2 separate regions of the Mus musculus genome follow, and region 1 is linked to region 2. The links are chromatin contacts, called in public promoter capture Hi-C maps. All regions are on one chromosome and are shown on one strand. Each heading gives the region's core, a stretch centred on a gene start, on an enhancer-like site or on the middle of the called end of the contact. The rest is flanking DNA. Distances are from core to core; before and after follow the strand shown.

What was found. Promoter capture Hi-C pulls out the DNA fragments that hold promoters and counts their contacts.
Region 1: a contact with region 2 is called in a promoter capture Hi-C map of embryonic stem cells. The contact joins the promoter of Cplx1 here to the promoter of Ube2d2b in region 2. A contact is called at or near these places in 2 of 39 promoter capture datasets (cranial neural crest and embryonic stem cells).

The regions. Positions count from the first base shown.
Region 1 is chr5:108,547,688-108,551,377 of GRCm38.p6, forward strand. It overlaps Cplx1 (complexin 1), which reads right to left and starts at 2,340. Exons shown (of 4, transcript NM_007756.3): 1 at 2,202-2,340; 2 at 819-922. The coding sequence starts at 849.
Region 2 is chr5:107,828,190-107,832,224 of GRCm38.p6, forward strand. It overlaps Ube2d2b (ubiquitin-conjugating enzyme E2D 2B), which reads left to right and starts at 1,973. Exons shown (of 1, transcript NM_001276397.1): 1 at 1,973-3,588. The coding sequence starts at 2,296. The coding sequence ends at 2,739. All of the region lies in intron 2 of Evi5 (ecotropic viral integration site 5), which reads right to left.

The DNA of each region.
Region 1 (3,690 bases), core at 1,090-3,589, 720 kb after region 2:
GATCTCAACCTCTACAGGCTTGAGCTGACCAAACTGCCCTGCTGAAACCCATTGCAGCCAGATGGGTACCAAACCTTCGGCTCACTGGTTCAGCACCTCCAGCACCTCCTGGCCAAGAGCTCAGTTGACTGTCCTCTACCAGCTTCTAGTCCTACTGTTGCTAGCTACAAAGATGGCTTTGGGCCAAGTGAGGACAGGACTCTTTTCAAATAGTGAGTGAGCAGGCTGCCCTCACGCAACGACATAAAAGGAAGCTATATATTCTCTGCAGAAGGGGTCTTGGTTGCATAGCTATCCCTTCTTGTCCTTGTGAATAGTACTGTGTCTTACCTGGGAGAAACCCATAGAGCCCAATGCCACAGTTGGGATCACCCAAATCCTGTTTCCTAACCCAGTCCTGGTGCACAGTTTGTTCCCAGGACTGACAGAATGAGGGCTGCTCACAAGCCTTGTTAGGATATCTGCCTTGATCAATGCTGCTTGGCTCTTGATGTGTCTCAGGATGACCAGTGGGTTCCACTGCACCATGGCATGGGGACATGGGGCCATATTACACAGCACGTCCTCCCCATATCTCATATTAAATCCCAAGGCTTGAGTCACCAGGGGATTCAAAAGTACTGGGCTGGGGGACTGCCTTAGGCTTGTTCAGAGTGTAAGCAACCATCTGCAGAGCCTGTGCGTGAGGTCAGAAGTGGTCATGCAGCCATGTGTTTTCGTGCCACTGCAGTGGTGGAGACATGTCTCTCTGAGTATCAGGTGTCTGTGTATCGCTGGAGGCCCAAACCCATGCGCCCCCCCCCTTGCCCACCTCCTACCTCCCAGGGCTTGTTTCATCACGAACTCCATGGTGATGGCTTGGTTCCTCAGGAGCCACTCCCGGGGTCAGATTTCACATTCAAGTGTGGTCAGGGTCTTCTGCCTAGAGAGAGTAGGTGGTCATAGGTACCCTGACCAACCTTTCCTGAGACCCTCATCTACTCCTTGCTCTCCTCTCCACTATCCCAAGAGTCTAGGGTGAGAGGCTTTGTTCCCACACCCAGACCAGGATGGCAGGGTTCAGAGCCCAGCCAAACCAACAGTTATCTTGCTTCTTCTGGGGTTTCTGAAGGAAGCTTTTAGATGCCACTGCAGCTCACAACCTGGGGCCACCAGTTACTGGAGACTGGCGCCAGCCTCCTCAAGCGGGGGTGGAGCCCAGGGGGCATTTGAAGGTCAATGCTCCGCTGTAGCACCCAGGTTCTGGCTGCTCAGCCTCCTTGGCAGTTTTGGAGCTGTGGGGCAGGGGTCCCTCTGGGGAAGAATTGGAGAGACAAGTCCATGAATGTCCCTCAGGAAAGGTCCTTATGACTTCTGACTAGTCTCAACTATATCTGTCTCTAGAGAGACTCTGGAGGCCCACAGCAGAACTGGCCCTGGATGGAGTCCCCGTCTTCCAGTGGGAGGGGAAACAGATGACCCACTCCTGCTTCTGCATGGGGTAGGGCAACCCAAGTCAGAATGCCCAGCGTGGACTAAAGTGCCAGCAGCATTTAGAAAGGTGCTTTCTGTAATGCCAACAGCTGCAAAGACATCCCTCTTTGTAGAGTCTTTCCTATCAGGGAACCTGGTCCTGAGGGATCCAGTGTTTCACAGGTTTCTCTCTGCGGAATGAGACCCGAAGGGGTGCCAGGCAGGAAGAGTGTCCGAGAAGCTAGGGGTTCAGGGATGCCTTTGCAGCAAAGCCAATTGCCTTCTAAACTTCTCTCTGTTTCCGGGAATCGGGGGATGGGGGCTCCGCAGGGCCAGCTGTAGAGAGGCTAGGACGCTGCGGAGATTCCGCAAAGACCAAGGCATCCCGTTCTCTCGCGGCCGCCGCACCCTTTGCTTTGCTGGGCGAGGTGCCCGACCGGAGCACGGCCTCAGGCCGGAGCGCGCCAGGGAAAGAAGAAAGAAAGAAAGAAAGAAAAAAGATGCCTATGGGAAAGGGAATCAAGGGCCGTTTCAGCACCTCACGATGGACAGCGCCTTTCAGGCTGAGCAACCTTGGGTCTGAAAGACAAGGAACCAAGAGTAGGGGAACCTAGGATATGGGTAGGAGACCCACGGCTAGAAAGCGGGGATCCAGAAAGGGAAGCCCAGGAGTCGGGAAGAAAACTGGGCTGGGAAGGGGAAAGGAGGGAGCCGGTTAAGGTCGGACTGGCTGCTAGGGCGCCGGTTACCTTCCAAGGTGGACGATCAACAGCAGCGCGCTCTCAGGCCGGCGGGGTCCATGTGGCGCTCTGTGCTGCTGCGGCGGCTGAAGGACACCGCGAGGAGGGCGCGTCACTCAGAGGCGCCCCCGCCCGCGTCCCGCATGACGAGGAGGGCGGGGCTCGGCGGAGGTAGGGGGGGCAGCCGCGCCCCCGGTTCCCAGATCCTGGCCTGGCGCGCGCGACAGCTGCATTAGGGGCCCCTCTTTGGCCTGGGCCACTCTCTCCACACCGGCTTGGAGACCCTCCTGAAGTCCTACTGAAGCGCCCTCCTGAAACGCTGGGAGAATGCAGGGATGGGGTCACCATCCCTAATCTACCAACCACGTTTGCTCCTGACCGGGTTTCTTTGCTCTTTGCTGGCAGGGCGGGAGAAGGCGAGCACAGCCCGAGACCCCCGATCGAGCAAGATAGGCCCACACATCCAGGCTTCTCCGGTGTGCAGAGCCGCCAAATGTGGCTTTGGTGGGATAGAAACCCCAGTCAGTCAGGGACGCCTGAAGGTCACTGCGGACATGGATGGGCGGGGGCTCCTGGGAGACAGCCACAGCCCCGCCTCTAGGCCGCCCCTTCCCCTGGCACCGGGATTTCAACTCTGCGGCAGCTGCACTGCAGAGCCCAGTGGCCACAAGGTTGGCCTGGTATCCCTGCAGTTATCCTGGGGGGCTTCTGTGAGGCAATCGTCTTCGCAGAAGTCAGAGCATGTGGGGACACCTAAGCTGTTTTTTATTCTGGCTAGCCAGGTGGTAATTCCTGACCCGCAGAGTCTAGTGCTGATGGCCATTGCTTTAACTGTTAATGTTCCTCCTGGCTGAGTCATTCTTAAGGATTAGGTTGTTCTTGACCTTCACCCAATTCAGTGAAACTTCTTGCCTCATGAGTATTCCCCCTTCACCAACATTCCAAAGCTGCCCCAGGGTGCTTGGTGGCTTGAATTCGAGGGCTAGGGGTGGGGAGTAAGGGAGGGTCCATTCCAGACTTGCTTTTATCAGTTTTTGTTCCTTTGACCTAGCAGATTCAAAGTAGAAGAGACCAGGAACGGAGCTGGAGTGGAGACAAGAAGAGAAAGTGTTAAGCCCCACACCTTCTGCCCTGACTTCAGCCTGGGGCCCTGGAGTTAAGGATACTGTCTGATCCCACTGGTGAAGTGCCTGCACTGCACACAGGCATATGCCTAGGAGGAGAGGATCATTTAGGAAGTTGGGCATGACTCACATCAGACACAGAAGAGTTAAGTCTCCCAGTGCCCTTCCTACTGGCACTGTCCATCTCAGTTCACCCACCACACTCATGGTAAGGTTGGTTGATGCCCAGAGCCTTGTTCAGGCCCAGGACTGATGTCCTGTGGAATGGGGTCACCTGCACACAGATGTGCCCAGTCTGGCTCATTCTGTGTTTTCGGAGTCTATAGTAGCTAGCAAAAGCAAGGGCCACAGCAAGACAGACTCATTACTTCTCA
Region 2 (4,035 bases), core at 723-3,222:
TGGTGCTGGTCAAACCAGATGGCTGTATATAATATAGAAGAAAGCAAACATTCTATATCTAGTGCCCTGCACAAAACCAGAGACAGTGGGGACTGGGGCTGGGGGAACTGGAACAAAAGGATTAAAAAGGAAAGAGATGAGTGGAACCAGGGAGGGAATACTGAAAAGGGACACCTAACACCAAGGGCCATTTGCAAGGTCATATGGAAACCTATTCCTGTAGGAGCTACTTAAAATATATACATATGCAAAAGAAATCTAAATGGTGAGCCCCAACTAGACAACTTACACCATCAAATCAAACTTCCATAATTTGAATCATAAGATGAATGAGTTACATCTAGTTGATGTATTCTCACAAATAGTGACCTGCCTGCATAGAATGCTAGTATAATAGTAGTACCAATACTGTGGGTAACCAGCCACTTTAGGATTGGATTGAAGACCCACTCCACATGATGGAACCCATGCTTGACACTGCTCAGGTAGCCAAGAACCTGAGATTAGATAGGCCATGGGCCTAGGAGAAAACCAAACACTATTGTCCTGCTAAAGTAACATAGCAACAAAAAAGACTCCTAACAACATTCTGCTATACACACAGATCAGTGTCTCAGCCATTATTAGAGAGGCTTCCCCTTACAGCAGATGGGAACTAACACAAAGACCTACAGCCGGATAATGTGCCGAGACTGAGAGGTAATGGAACACTCAGTCCTAAGTGGGATGTCTTACTTAAACCCCTCCACTCAGAAATCAGAGAGCTGTGCAGAGGTGGCAGCAGAAAGACTGTAAGAGCCACAGGGGATGGACGACACCAGGGAAACAAGGCCTTTTAGACACAGCAGGACTGATGCACATAAAAACTCAGACACTGTGGCATTAAACACAGAGCCCTTACCAGTCCTGGTCAGATGGGCTCCCACTCCTGAGAGGGGTGAGGGGACAGGAGGTCTACCCCTAACCTAGAAGCCATCTCTACTGGAACCTAACTGGGTATATAAACCACACTTGAGGGTAGGGCCCAGGCCGCCCAGCAGATGGTCAATACAAAACTAACAATTGTGGTTTTACAGTGTTGTAGGTTTTTTGGGTTTTTTTTAGGGGGGATCTCTTACTGCTTTGTTTGGGCCTTTTTTATTTTAATGTTATTGGTCATTTGCTTGTGTATTATGTGATTCAATTTTGTGTTAGTATGGGGTTTATTTTTATATTTGTGTTTCTTGTGCTTTTTAGTTTTGCTATTATTTGTTCTGCTTTGTTTTTCCTTTTTTACTTGTTTCCTAAAGTAAAAAAGAGAGTGTAAAATTAGGACTAGAAATGAATATGGAGAGCTCCCTTTTATTTCTGTAAGCTTTCCAAAATGTGTTTAAAAATATGAATTACTTAGTGAAAGGTTATTTTCAGCAACCTTTGTAAAAAGAAGAGATATATAGCTGCTTTCTCAAGTGTCTTGTATATTCTAGAAAATTTTAGAATGCTCATCTCAGAAGTTCTAATTACAAAAATTAAAATTCTCTTAAAAAATTAAAAAATAGGGCCGGGTGGTGGCGCACGCCTTTAATCCCAGCACTCTGGAGGCAGAGGCAGGCGGATTTCTGAGTTCGAGGCCAGCCTGGTCTACAAAGTGAACTCCAGGACAGCCAGGCTATACAGAGAAACCCTGTCTCCAAAAAAAAAAAAAAAAAAAAAAACTTCCTTTTGTCTGAGATTTGAAACATTGTGGAATACTTGACACATCAAGTCTCTTCCCAGTGAACTGCAGTCGTCAGAGGTTTGTTCAAAGTGAGCCAAAGCTAAGATTTGGTAACCTAGTGACAGCTGCCCTCAAGACATCATAGCACAACCTATTATGAGTTCGTGATGATGGTCATGTTACAAACAAACAAACAAAAGAGCCTACTACGCTGCCAATCCCATCATCCCTGACCAACTGTCACCCTCCCGAGCTGCGCAAGCTGCGTCGGTCTGTGATACCGCTACTGGCACGAGCCCTGGGCAGAGGGTCCGGCGGAGGGATCCGCAGAGGCTAAGGTCTCAGAAGAAGAGTCAGCTACTGCGGCAGCACAAAAAAGGCGGCTACAGGGTGATGCGACAACCGATGTGAAGACAGATACAGTGCCCACGGTGGCTGGCCCGGAAGCTGAGTGGGCCTCGGCCCTCAGCGCATTCTGCCAGGGCCAGGCCAGAACTGCCTGCCTCCTCTTCTGCGGCTGATCCAAAACCAGCAAGGCAGCCCCAGGCCCTCGGTGCCTGCCTCCTTCCACCTGGGGCCTACCAAGACAGCCTTCCACCATGGCTCTGAAGAGAATCCACAAGGAACTGAACGACCTGGCCCAGGATCCCCCAGCACAGTGTTCAGCAGGTCCTGTCGGGGAAGATATGTTTCACTGGCAAGCTACAATCATGGGGCCAAATGATAGTCCCTATCAGGGCGGAGCATTTTTCTTGACAATTGATTTCCCAACAGAGTACCCCTTCAAACCACCTAAGGTTGAATTTACAACAAGAATTTATCATCCAAATGTTAACAGTAACGGCAGTATTTGTCTTGATATTCTTCGGTCACAGTGGTCTCCAGCACTAACTATTTCCAAAGTACTTTTGTCCATCAGTTCTCTGTTGTGTGACCCCAATCCAGATGATCCCTTAGTGCCTGAGATTGCTCAGATCTACAAAACAGATAGAGACAAGTACAACAGAACAGCTCGGGAATGGACTCAGAAATATGCGATGTGACTAAAGAGAATACTGGATATCCTCTACAAATAAAAGCTAGGGGAACTCTGAAAGAGAAGTTCTTTTGATTCCCACCGGACTGTTTCCCATGAACCCACGCCCACGCTGTACCTGCCTCATCCTCCCTGGTGCACCGTCTTCACCTGATACAGTACCGCTGCATGTTGCACGCACCAGAAATACTGTACCAACACTGTCTCCTAGCAGACGAGCGTTCTCCAGGCATAACCTGGATGTGAGATTAAAAGTTTTCCTTATTGACTTAAATCTGGATAACCACAAGGTGTGAGGGTGGTGGGTACACAATACTGCTCAGAAGGGGTAAAGGTCCCCCAATCTATAAGAGACAATGAGATTGCTTTTAAGTGGAAGCCATTTAAATTTAAATTTTTTTAATTTATAAAAAGCTAGGTGAAGAACATGAACGTTTCTGTACTCATTTTATTCCAAAAGACCTAGAACTTAAATGGACATTAAAGTCACCCAGATTAAGCCAAAACCTACATTTTGTATTTTAAAGTCTAACTGGTCAACAAAAATAGATTGGCGCTATGGGCCCATAAAGTGTGACTGGCTTTGTTCCCAAAATCTTTTATACCTCGATGACTCAACCTTCCTTCTTTCACACTTTCTCTCCATATTCTTTGGTTTATTTGTGGTTTCTTAGTTGACTCATCACTAATAGCTCTTTTTATTATATTAACTGCTTAATCCATTTTGATGTAAGGGTAAAAGTTTAATTTGATGAAAAAAACTTGTGTATGAAGACCCTATTGCTCTTCTGGAGCTTGTACATTCAAGAATGATTCATGTGTGTAATAAACCAATTATCCCAGCCATTTACATACATTTTGTGTGAACAGGCTCTTTTACTTTAGTGACTTGTGTAGTGGAAACTAGTGGGTTTCCCTCAGCCTTGTCATGCTTTCTTTAGATTGGTCACATTTTCAAATTAGAAAACAATTCCAGTTTATAGCTAAAAAGATACTTTAAGAGTAATTTTATTAAATAAGATAGAAACATAAGCTTAAAGGCATTTTCATGAAAGAATATCCAACCTCCCAGGAATAAAACTTAAGAAACTTGCTTTGTTAATAAAACTAAGCTGCATTTATTTTATCAAAACCTCCTGATGCTCCTAGGAACATACATAACCAAAAGAAGCATTACGTCAGTGAGTAAAGAAAAACAAGCATTACGTCAGTGAGTAAAGAGTACCAAACTCACAAAGAGCACAATCACACAGTAAAATGCCCACAGAACTACTTCGCACACTTCTTAAAGGATAGCCACACA